Regions from separate parts of the Sus scrofa genome. Here region 2 is linked to region 1. A link is a contact called in public HiChIP or PLAC-seq data. All regions are on one chromosome and are shown on one strand. The core of a region is the stretch at or near the end of the contact, and the rest is flanking DNA. Distances in the headings are between cores, read along the strand shown. Region 1 overlaps KIF24 (kinesin-like protein KIF24). Region 2 overlaps UBAP2 (ubiquitin-associated protein 2).

The links. HiChIP or PLAC-seq counts read pairs in DNA pulled down with a chosen protein or histone mark.
Region 2: an H3K27ac HiChIP or PLAC-seq map of alveolar macrophages shows a contact between it and region 1. The contact joins two enhancer-like sites. A contact is called at or near these places in 1 of 47 Hi-C or Micro-C datasets (embryonic fibroblasts) and 1 of 2 datasets of contacts at active chromatin or transcription factors (alveolar macrophages).

The regions. Positions count from the first base shown.
Region 1 is chr10:32,549,523-32,554,607 of Sscrofa11.1, reverse strand. KIF24 (kinesin-like protein KIF24) reads right to left here. Exons shown (of 14, transcript XM_013980172.2): 13 at 4,783-4,876; 14 at 1,845-4,263. The coding sequence ends at 4,123. It overlaps UBAP1 (ubiquitin associated protein 1), which reads left to right. Exons shown (of 8, transcript NM_001267841.1): 7 at 506-607; 8 at 1,235-2,365. The coding sequence ends at 1,375. Among named protein-coding and RNA genes, the nearest start is that of UBAP1, 74 kb to the left of the region's middle. Within about 2 kb of position 2,922, at least 4 of the 83 cell types and tissues checked have an H3K27ac peak or open chromatin away from gene starts, as enhancers often do. A contact at or near this core is called in alveolar macrophages, where this site is marked.
Region 2 is chr10:32,806,155-32,811,590 of Sscrofa11.1, reverse strand. The region is part of intron 2 of UBAP2 (ubiquitin-associated protein 2); the gene reads right to left. Among named protein-coding and RNA genes, the nearest start is that of UBAP2, 53 kb to the right of the region's middle. Within about 2 kb of position 3,485, at least 2 of the 83 cell types and tissues checked have an H3K27ac peak or open chromatin away from gene starts, as enhancers often do. A contact at or near this core is called in alveolar macrophages, where this site is marked.

The DNA of each region.
Region 1 (5,085 bases), core at 1,673-4,172:
GGTGTGAGTCAGCTGTGACAGGAATGCCTTTGAAAAGTGGCTACTCATGTTTAGAAGGGCGTGCCTGTCAGCAGGTAGTCACACGGGTCCTGCTGTGTTGGACACAGTTCAAAGTACAAAGTCAAGTCCTCTTTTGATTCTAAGCCAAGCTGGGGAGCAGATGTCATACTTGTTGGTTGTGCATAAGACTTTTGGGAAGCACAGTCAGGATGGGCGGTAGATGCTTAATTAAGCCTTTTTCTTTTTTCTTTTCAGGGCTGTACCCATGGCATATGGAAGTTCTCAGGCTAGGGGTCGAATTGGAGCTACAGCTGCCAGTCTACACCACAGCCACAGTAACGCCAGATCCAGCCACATCTGTGACCTACACCACAGCTCACGGCAATGCTGGATCCTTAACCCACTGAGCGAGCCCAGGGATTGAACCCACGTCCTCATGGATGCTAGTCACATTCGTTAACCACTGAGCCACAACGGGAACGCCTAAACCTTTTTCTTCCCTTAGATTCTCGACTATCTCTTTGCACATGGACAGCTCTGTGAGAAAGGCTTCGACCCTCTTTTAGTGGAAGAGGCTCTGGAAATGCATCAGTGTTCAGAGGAAAAGGTAGGCACCTCATGCTTTATAAGAACCCTCCGGAAAGAACAAAGTCGTCTGTCCTGGGGGTCCTCCTGGACCACAGTCTTTATTCCTTCCACTGACTGTGGGCAGAAGTTGTTGAAGCACAGAACCTCCTGTGTGCATACGGCATTTGGCTAGTTTGGGTGTTAGGCTCAGATAATTGGGTTGAAGACTTATCTAGAAGCCTAGTGGAGGGAAGGGTAAAATCACCATCACCAAAAAAAAAAAAAAAAAAAAAAAAAAAGCAGGCATACTTTGGGATGATGGGGGAGATTGCTCATCACTTCACCTGGCTTGCTTGCTGGAGGGCAGCCCTTTCTGAGACCAGTATCCTCCTGAGTGGGAGCACGGATGCCCACAGTGGGTGGGACCTGAGTAAAGGTCAGCTAGAGTTGGGACTGGGCACACCTTCTGGAGGTTGATTGGCACCCACCTGTCACCCCGGCTTCCTCCATGGCCCTCCTCTGCTTGCTTGGGGACCTCAGAGGGGTTCATGAGGCTCTGGCGAAGGATGCAGGCTCCCCCAGCAGTCCCCTTACACACACATTGCTCCACTCAGCTATTTTCTGTGGCTGGAACTCTTTCTTGAGTCTACTCTCTTTTTTCCCTTAGATGATGGAGTTTCTTCAGTTAATGAGCAAATTTAAGGAAATGGGCTTTGAACTGAAAGACATTAAGGAAGTTCTGCTCCTACACAACAATGACCAGGACAATGCTTTGGAAGACCTCATGGCTCGGGCGGGAGCCAGCTGAGATAGGCCTTGCCTAGGCCCTGCCACGGAACCACCCCTGCCAGAGGCCCTGAGCAGCCCATCTGTGGGGAAGGAGAAGGGGTACACTTCTGGATTTTCTTTTGGGGGTGGAAGGTCAGGTGTGGAGACGGTGCTCGCCAGGTCTCTATGAGCCGAGGCCCTGAGCTGGGGAGAAAGTGGGAAAGATTTGGGCAGGCTCATGTGCCCAGAACTGTCCTGGCTCCTTCCATATTAAATGTATTTGTATTTTGAGAAGTGTCCTTCCCACCTTGGCCCTCCAGAGAGACTTCTCTGGTCTTTCTGGGGTCTGTTTGGCCTCAACCGGAACCCACCCCAGCTGCCAGAAGGAGCTGGGGAGAAGGGGTGGGAGGGCCAGACTCAGTGCTGCTTTGGGGCTAGATGTTTTCCTCCTCTGCAAGGGTGGACTGACCTCTAATCCAGGTTGAGTGCAATTGAGAGGTTCTTCCAGGGTTTTGTTTTTTTCCCCCTTCATGTCACTTAGTGTTACACTGGTTCTGCAATGTCTCTGAGGTGCAAAGAATGCCCTTTCCCTTGGGGCCCTAGTTTGCCTTTTCTGCTAGGCAATTGCATTACTTTCCTGCCCCAGCCTGTTTCTTTTGGTCTGGTTGAGACCACAGTCGTTTGCTACCCAGGATTTTAGAGCCCCCTTGTTCTAGGAACAGTTGTCATTTTAAGAAATCATTGGCCCCTTCCCAGTGCATCAAGTGGGGAAGAAAAAAACAGGCGGTGATTTGGTCACTCAGCACTAACTCCACCTCAGTTCTCCCTGGAGAACAGCCTCTCCCTCCAGCCCTTTGCTCTAGGATGACACAGTAACACCTAGTCATAGAAATCCGTCTCTTTGTTTTGTATTATGTTGTACATCATTAAAGATCTAAATACAGAGGATATACAGTCTTGATGAATCTAATGTAATTTGCTAACTATTTTCATTCTTCAGAGAGAACTACTAATAAAAATCTAAAAGGTATGTCCTGCTGTGATCATTTCTTTATTGCCAAGGGCTCTTTCACGGAGGGGTGGAGGTGAGTGGTTGATGAAGGATTTCCTGCTGAGATTTGCTGGGATTGGAATGGGACCTAACCATTTTCTGTTGTTTCAGTACTTTCTTCAAATTCTGGGAAGGAGCTGTGCCCTGGTTTTTGGTTTGCAAAGGCAGGCCAAGACGGGGAGGTCTCTTTAAACCTGCCCAAGTTTGGTCTCTGGGCCTTCCTGCAAGACTTACTGTGGAGATGAGACAGGCTGGCCTTCAGGGGAATCACCCGGAAATGAGGAACAAGCCCCTTGTCGGGTGAGCACCATCAGGTATATTATGTGTTCCACAGGCAGGATGGATTCAAAACTGCTTCCCCAGCTCTCAGTGGTGCTAGTATATCGATGGCCCTAGATTTATCCCTGAAGTTTCTTGTCCTTATACTTCATACTGTCTTCTAGTCCCCTTCCATGCTCTTGGTTCAGGTGGGTTCTCTAATTTTTTCAGTGATTGAGGAATGGGTGCTGAACCTTAAGGCTGGAAAGCACCAAGCTGGAGAGAGGCTGCCCTCTGGTGGTCAGATAAGGCATGGCCATTGCCTCAGAAAACTAGCCCCTCTTCTGGCCTTTAAAATTAATTTAAAATTACTTAAAATCCTTCCTTTAAGACCTATAAAAGTTACCCTTTACCTTTTAGTTTCATATAGGAAATTAGTTTCATATAAAGTGGGCATCAGGGCCAAGTCTTTGGCATGTGAATCTCAATATCATATGGTGGCCTTGCTAAGTGATGGGCCACCTGGAAGCCACTTGGTATTTCTTGTCTTAAGCTTCTTTCTGCTAAAAAGATAAACAGCAAGCAGAACTCACATGAAGGGTGTGACTCTGACTACTTCAGAGTCTCAGACTATTGACCTCAGCCCTCAATGCCAAGACACTGAACACAGGCCACTAAGAGGTGGGTAGATGGCCAAGGATATCTTGGATGAAGGTGAAGCTAGAGAGAAACTTGCCTTAGATTCTGCAGCTATTCAGCTATTCCGTGAGGGAGCGTGGTGGGTGGGGACTCAAAGGCAGGAGCCAGGAACATAATGGCTTTTAACAGGTGCATGGTCCCAGGAAAAGGCAGAGATGGGAAAAGAGTAAAGCACCCTCTTCTGGATTGTAGGAGGGAGAGGAACTGGAAGCAGAAAGTCTGTTCCATATCTGCTGCTGTTAAAGACACAGCAAGTCAAAGTTTATTCAGTCTGCATTTTCAAAAGCTAAAGTCCAAAATCAACCTCCAAGGGCTGAAGGGGCAGAACTCACGTGGCCCCTGCCCCACTAGCACCATTGTTTTAGTTTTTGATCGAGTCCTAGAGAAAGGCACTGAATCCAGATGATAAAATCTCTAGGCTCAGCCTGTGACCTCCAACCTCTAGGTTACCAGACCATCCCCATCCTCTGATCCCCAAATTTAGAAACATCTACAGAAAAAGGTTCAGTGAGGCAAATACTCCTCTAGCTCCAAAGAAAAGGGAAGGGTACATTAAGTTTTTTGGGCTGATCTGTCCTTCCTTATAGATGCTCCTGTGCTTAGAACTGAGGGGCATATACCTGGCCCCAAGAAAGGAGCTGGGCCCAGCCAAGGCTGTGTGTGGCTTGGGAGAGGCCAGAATGGGCAGGACTAGGTAGTGGGTTCTAGTATATCTGCAGGGGGACCTGGCAGAGGCCCTCAGCCCTCAGGAGCCTAGCCACCCCATACTGGGTTTTGCTTTAAGATACCGCTGTCCTCTCAGGGGCTGTGGCAGGCCTGTGGCAGGCCAGGTATAGCTGCAACTGGCTCCTCAGACTCTGGATGCACTTGGACTTCAAAGCCATGATTTCATCCAACTGGGTCACAAAATCTTCAAAATCCTAGGGAAGGAAACAAAGGACACATGGAACTCTTGCTGTTGCTGGCCCTCTGGCAGATCTCCTTTTCTAGTCCCTTTTCTTGCAGGAAGAGCTCAGGCCCTTCCTCCAGCTGGAAAACTGGCAAGACAGTCACTATGGCACAGGGTGGGATCCACTTCGCTGCATTAAGACACTTTTCTATGTAGAGAGATATTTTGTAGGGCAGCAGGGTGGTTTCATAGAAGTATCCCTGGTCTGCATCAGGCATGTCACTGTTATCATCACAAGGAGGGGCCCCCACAAGCCAGAGGCAAAGGACAGAGGCTGGAAACATTTTAGCCCCACCATGGGGAGTGCAGCACCATCTGGTGCCTGGCCTTGCACAGTCTCAGGAGTGACTTGAGCAGCCCAGGGCCTCAGCAAGGTTAGTGTGTGACTGCAGACCCTTTCTGGACGCACAGCTGCAGCACAAGACCCTCAAACTAGCTGCAGGCTAACTAACTACCAAGAGCTCCTGAGGAGTCCACCAAAACCACTTACATTAGGAGCCAGCTGGCTCATCAGGGTCTCCTCCTTGAAGCCCAGCTTGGCCATTTCATGCAGCTGTTCCTGGTGTGCTCGGATGACCACCTGCCTAGGAACCAGAAGGGACAGGACGCTGTGATCGTCTGGGCCTCCCATCCCCCCAGGGCAGCTTTCTGGAACTGAGCCTTATTTCCAGGACAGGAACTGCTTCTGCTCAAAGAAGTCAAGACTTTCTTCTCACGCATTCTTCTCAGGCCTTGTCAAGAGACCAGGGGGCAGCAGTGAAGTATCAGGAAGAGATGGGCCTCTGGAGCTGCC
Region 2 (5,436 bases), core at 2,236-4,735, 260 kb before region 1:
GCTGCAGCTATGCGTATAGGTAACAAGTATGGCTCAGATCTGATCCCTGGCCTGGGAACTGCATATGCTGCCAAAAAGAGAAAAGAAAAAAAAAAAAAAGTTGAGCAAGTAATATCAAATTTAAAAGGAAAAAGAAAAAATAAATGGGAGATAAAGAAGTGCCAAATATTGAACAAGTAAAAAAGAAATTGTAAAAAAGGAAAGAGATGTTCCCTTGTGACACAGCAGGTTAAGGATCCAGCATTATAACTGCAGCAGCTTAGGTCACTGCTGTGGTGCGGGTTCAATCAGTCCTTGGCCTGGGAACTTCCACATGCCATGGACACAGCCAGAAAAAAAAAAAAAAAAAGAAAGTCAACATTTATATTTAGTAATGTCTAATTCTGATGCCAATGACAAAAACATAAAAACAAGCCAATGGTGGGAGTTGCCACTGTGGCACTCACTGGGTTAAACATCAGCGTTGTCTCTGTGGCAGCACAGGTTTGATCCCCATGTGGTTCAGTGGGTTAAGGATACAGCATTGCCACCAATGTGGCTCAGATTCGATCCCTGGCCCAGGAACTTCTGTGTGCCAAAAATGCATCATCAGCCAACATTTATGGAGGCACCTGGAATAAAAAAGCCAAGTACCCAAAGTTCAGAACTAAGTATAAATAAAAACAGCACTAGGCACAGGAGAGATGGGGTAAGAATGGGGGAAACAGCAATAGCATCAATACTGTTATTCTTAAGAACAGTTATAGGAGTTCCCATTGTGGCTCAGTGGAAATGAATCTGACTAGTTTCTATGAGGACAGAGATTCGATCCTTGGCCTCGCTCAGTGGGTTAAGGATCCAGTATTGCTGTGAGCTGTGGTGTAGGTCAAAGACCCAACACTGATCCCAAGTTGCTGTGGCTGTGTCATAGGCTGCCAGCTGCAGCTCTGATTCAACCCCTAGTCTGGGAACTTCAATATGTCTCAGGTACAACCCCAAAAAGCAAAAACAAAAACCTGTTATACACATAAAATGGGATAAAGCAAATAAGTAATTTTGGAAAATTCTAATGACTCTATCCCCTGGTTCTGAGGAAACTAGGATTCTCAGTGTAGAAGTGATAAACATGTAACATACAAGATGAGAAAACCCCATGTTGATAGTCCTGAATGTGAACTATCAACATTAACTCATGAGGCCTTTAACTCTGTCCACTGGAGAAACCTAAAAACAATGACAAACCCAGTAACAATAAATATCACTTAGCAGATTGAGGTCTCTGAGTGCCCTTTCCCACTAAAAGCTGCAAGATTCCTTTGAGCAATATCTGAGCTAGGTACATAGCAGGAATTGCATAAGATAACGCTAGAGTATCTTTTCATACCAGTTTATAAAGAAACATTAAAGATTACTAGAACCAGGAGTTCCCATCGTGGCACAGCAGAAACGAATCTGACTAGGAACCATGAGGTTGAGGGTTCAACCCCTGGCCTCAATCAGTGGGTTAAGGATCCGGCGTTGCTGTGAGCTGTGGTGTAGGTTGCAGAGGAGGCTCAGATCTGGCATTGCTGTGGCTATGGCATAAGCCAGCAGCTGTAGCCCCAATTAGACCCCTAGCTGGGAAGTTCCACATGCCACAGGTGTGGCCCTAAAAGGCACAAAAAAAGGATTACCAGAACCAAGTCAGGATCCAATTTAAAGAGACCTGACCAAGAGAGTTCCTATCATGACTCAGTGGTTAACGAATCTGACTAGGAACCATGAGGTTGCAAGTTCAATCCCTTGCCTTGCTCAGTGGGTTAAGGATCCGGCACTGCTACGAACTGTGGTGTAAGTTGCAGACCTGGCTCAGGTCCCGCGTTGCTGTGGCTCTGTTGTAGGCCGGCGGTTACAGCTTCAATTCGACCCCTAGCCTGGAACCTCCATGTGCCGCGGGACAAAAAAACAAAAACAAAAACAAAAAAACAGAGAGACCTGACCAAAGATGGAATTTCAACTTCAAATGATAACTAGAAATAACCAAAACCTCTCAAATGTTTACATCCTAAATTTATTTAATATTTATATTATTTTAATATTTATAGTAGTACTTTAAAGTTTTTTTTTTAAAGTTCTAATTTATACACCTTTGGAGAATGATAAGTAACCAATTAAATTTTTTTCTTTTGATGGCCACGCTTGTGGTATATGTAAGTTCCCAGGCCAGGGATTGAATCCAAGCCTCAGCTGTGAACTATGCTGGCCACAATACGGCAATGCTGGATTCTTCTAAGTCACTGTGCCAGGCCAGGGATCAGAGCCCACGCCTCTGCAGCAATGCGTGCCACTGCAGTTAAATCCTTAACCCACTGTGCCACAGTGGGAACTCCACCAATTAATTATTTCAAAAACTGATAAATATGAGTTCCCATTGTGGCTCAGCAGAAACAAACCCAACTAGTAACCATGAGGATGTGGGTTTTGATCCCTGACCTAGCTCAGTGGGTTAAAGATATGGTGTTGATGCAAGCTGTGGTGTAGGGCACAGATCTGGATCCCAAGTTGCTGTGGCTATGGTGTAGGCTGGAAACTGCAGCTCCAATTCAACCCCTAGCCCAGGAACTTCCATATGCCAAAGGTGCAACCATAAAAAAAAAAAAAGAGAGAGAGAGAGATAAATATACTCTTCACATGAGTAATAGTCATGAAAAAAACAAGGAAAGACTGATAAAACTGTTAAAGATCAGAAGAGACTAAGGAGACATGACAACAAATTGGACTGGATTCTGGAACCAAAAAAAAAGGCCTTGGAAAAACTAGGAAAACATATATAAAGTCTATATTTACCTATTAATATTATTCCAATACTACTATCATAGTTTTGACAAATAATTATATAAAACAGCAGTTAGTATACTAGAGCTTAGGATCTGATTTTGTACAGTGTGCCAGCTAAAAAAGGTTTTAACATTTTAAAAAGGTTATTACACAACAAAACAAAGAAAGAACATGTAACAGAGATTGTGTGTGATCTGTACAGCATCAAATATTTGCTGACTGACTTTTGGAAAAAGTTTGCCAACATGTGATATAAAATGTTAGCATTAAATAGGAAGGTGGCTTAATGGTATAGAGACCTGAAGCATTTTTCAATTTTTTTGCAAATTATAATTATTCCAAAACATTGATTCTGAACAGGTTTTTGTTCTTTTGTTTCTGCTTTTTTAACGGCTGTACCCATGGCATATGGAAGTTCTCAGGCCAGGGACTGAATGCAAGCCACAGCTGTTACCTATGCCACAGATGTGATGACTCCAGATCCTTTAACCCAAAGCACTAAGCCAGGGATCAAACCCACACCTCCAGCAGCAACCTGAGAAGATGCAGTTAGATTCTTAACCCACTAAGCCACAGTGGGAACACTCCTGAACAGTTTTTGTTTGTTTCTTTGGCCACTCCTACAGCATACAGAAGTTCCTAGGCAGACCACAGCAGTAATGAGAGCCACAATGACAATGCCAAATTCTTAACCCGCTGAGCCACCAGGGAATTCCCCAGTTTTTAAAGACAGAAACAGCAGAAACTACAGTAGATATAAATGAAATAGGAGTTCCCTTCATGGCTCAGTGGTTAACAAACCCAACTAGCATCAATGAGTATGTGGGTTCAATCCGTGGCCTCGATCATTGGGTTAAGGATCTAGCATTGCCATGAGCTGTGGTATAGGTCACAGACATGGCTCAGATCCCGTGTTGCTGTGGCTGTGGTGTAGGCCGGCCGCTACAGCTTTGATTCAACCCGTAGCCTGGGAACCTCCATATGCCGAGGGAGCGGCCCTAGAAAAAGGCAAAGAGACAAGAGGAAAAAAAAAAAAAAAATGAGTTTAAGTTACCACTTTCTCAATACAACTTATGCAATTTCTAATTCCCTACAACCATCTTTCAAAGTAAATACTCTGAAAATTCATAAAGGGAAACTTCACTAAAAGAGAATCAGGAGGCTGGAAGGGGAAGTGCTCATGTAGAACCACTAGAGGTCAATTACAGTAAAAAGGCCAGAAAGGAAAAAGATGTACATTGCATCCCCACAAGAAATCGACTACTCCAGCAACTCAGCTAATGAGAAAGCTCATTACCCTCAAACTTACTACTCTTCTCTATTAATTTTTGTTCAAAACAACCCCTCCCAACTTCCTCCTTTTTCTCTATTAACATTCCTCTCCTTTGTTTGTGGGACTTGCCTATGGTTTTTACCATGACTTGTTTTGAATTACAATTCTCTGCTATTCCAAAACAAACCCATTTTCACTGGTAAAGTAACTTTTCATAGTGCATTTTACCTTTTAAAAAACTAGAATGAGTTCTCATCGTGGCTCAGCAGAAATGAATCCAACTAGTAACCATGAGGTTGTAGGTTCAATCTCTGGCATTGCTCAGTGGGTTAAGGATCCAGCATTGCCATGAGCTGTGGTGTAGGTCAAAGACGTGGCTTGGATCCTGCGTTGCTACTGCTGTGGCATAGGTCAGCAGCTGTAGCTCTGATTCGACTCCTAGCCTGGGAACCTCCATATGCCACTGGTGCGGCCCTGAAGAGGAAAAAAGGAAAAAGAAAAAAAAAAGCTACAACAACAACAACAAAACTAGAATGAGTTCCCATCATGACTCAGGGGTAACGGACCCGACCAGGATCCATGAGGACACAGGTTCGATCCCTGGCCACACTCAGTGAGTTAAGGATCCAGCATTGCCATGAGCAGTGGTGTAGGTTACGGAAGTGGCTCGGAGCCCACACTGCCGTGGCCATGGTACAGGCCAGAGGCTGCAGCTCCAATTCAATCCCTACCCTGGGAACTTCCATATGCTGAGGTTGCAGGCCAAAAAAAGACAAAAAATAATACAAATTAAATTAAAAACCGGAGGGTTTTTTTTCTTTCCTTTTTCTGCCACACATGTGGCATATGGGAGTTCATAGGCCAGAGGTCAAATGAGAGCCACAGCTGAGGCAACACCAGATTTTTAACTCACTACACCAGGCTAAGGAACAAACCCGAGCCTCGGGAGTTATCCAAGTCACTGCAAAGACAATGCCAGATTGTTACCCCCATGTACCACAACAAAAACTCCAAACACAATTGGAAGGTTTTAATATCCCCTGATGGTAACAGACAACCAAGTAACAAAACGGATAACTGGCTTATAAGACAAACCTGTCTTGTACATCATGATATGATGCATTAAGAATGGATTGGAGTTCCCATCGCAGCTCAGCTGAAACAAATCTGACTAGCATCCATGAGGAAGCAGGTTCAATACCTGGCCTTGCTCAGTGGGTTAAGGATCTGCCGTTGCTAAGCTGTGGTGTAGGTCACAGATGTGGCTCAGATTTGGCATTGGGTGGCTGTGGTGCAGGCCAATGGCTACAGCTCCAATTCAACCCCTAGCCTGGGGACCTCCCATGGGCCACCCCAAATAAAAGGAG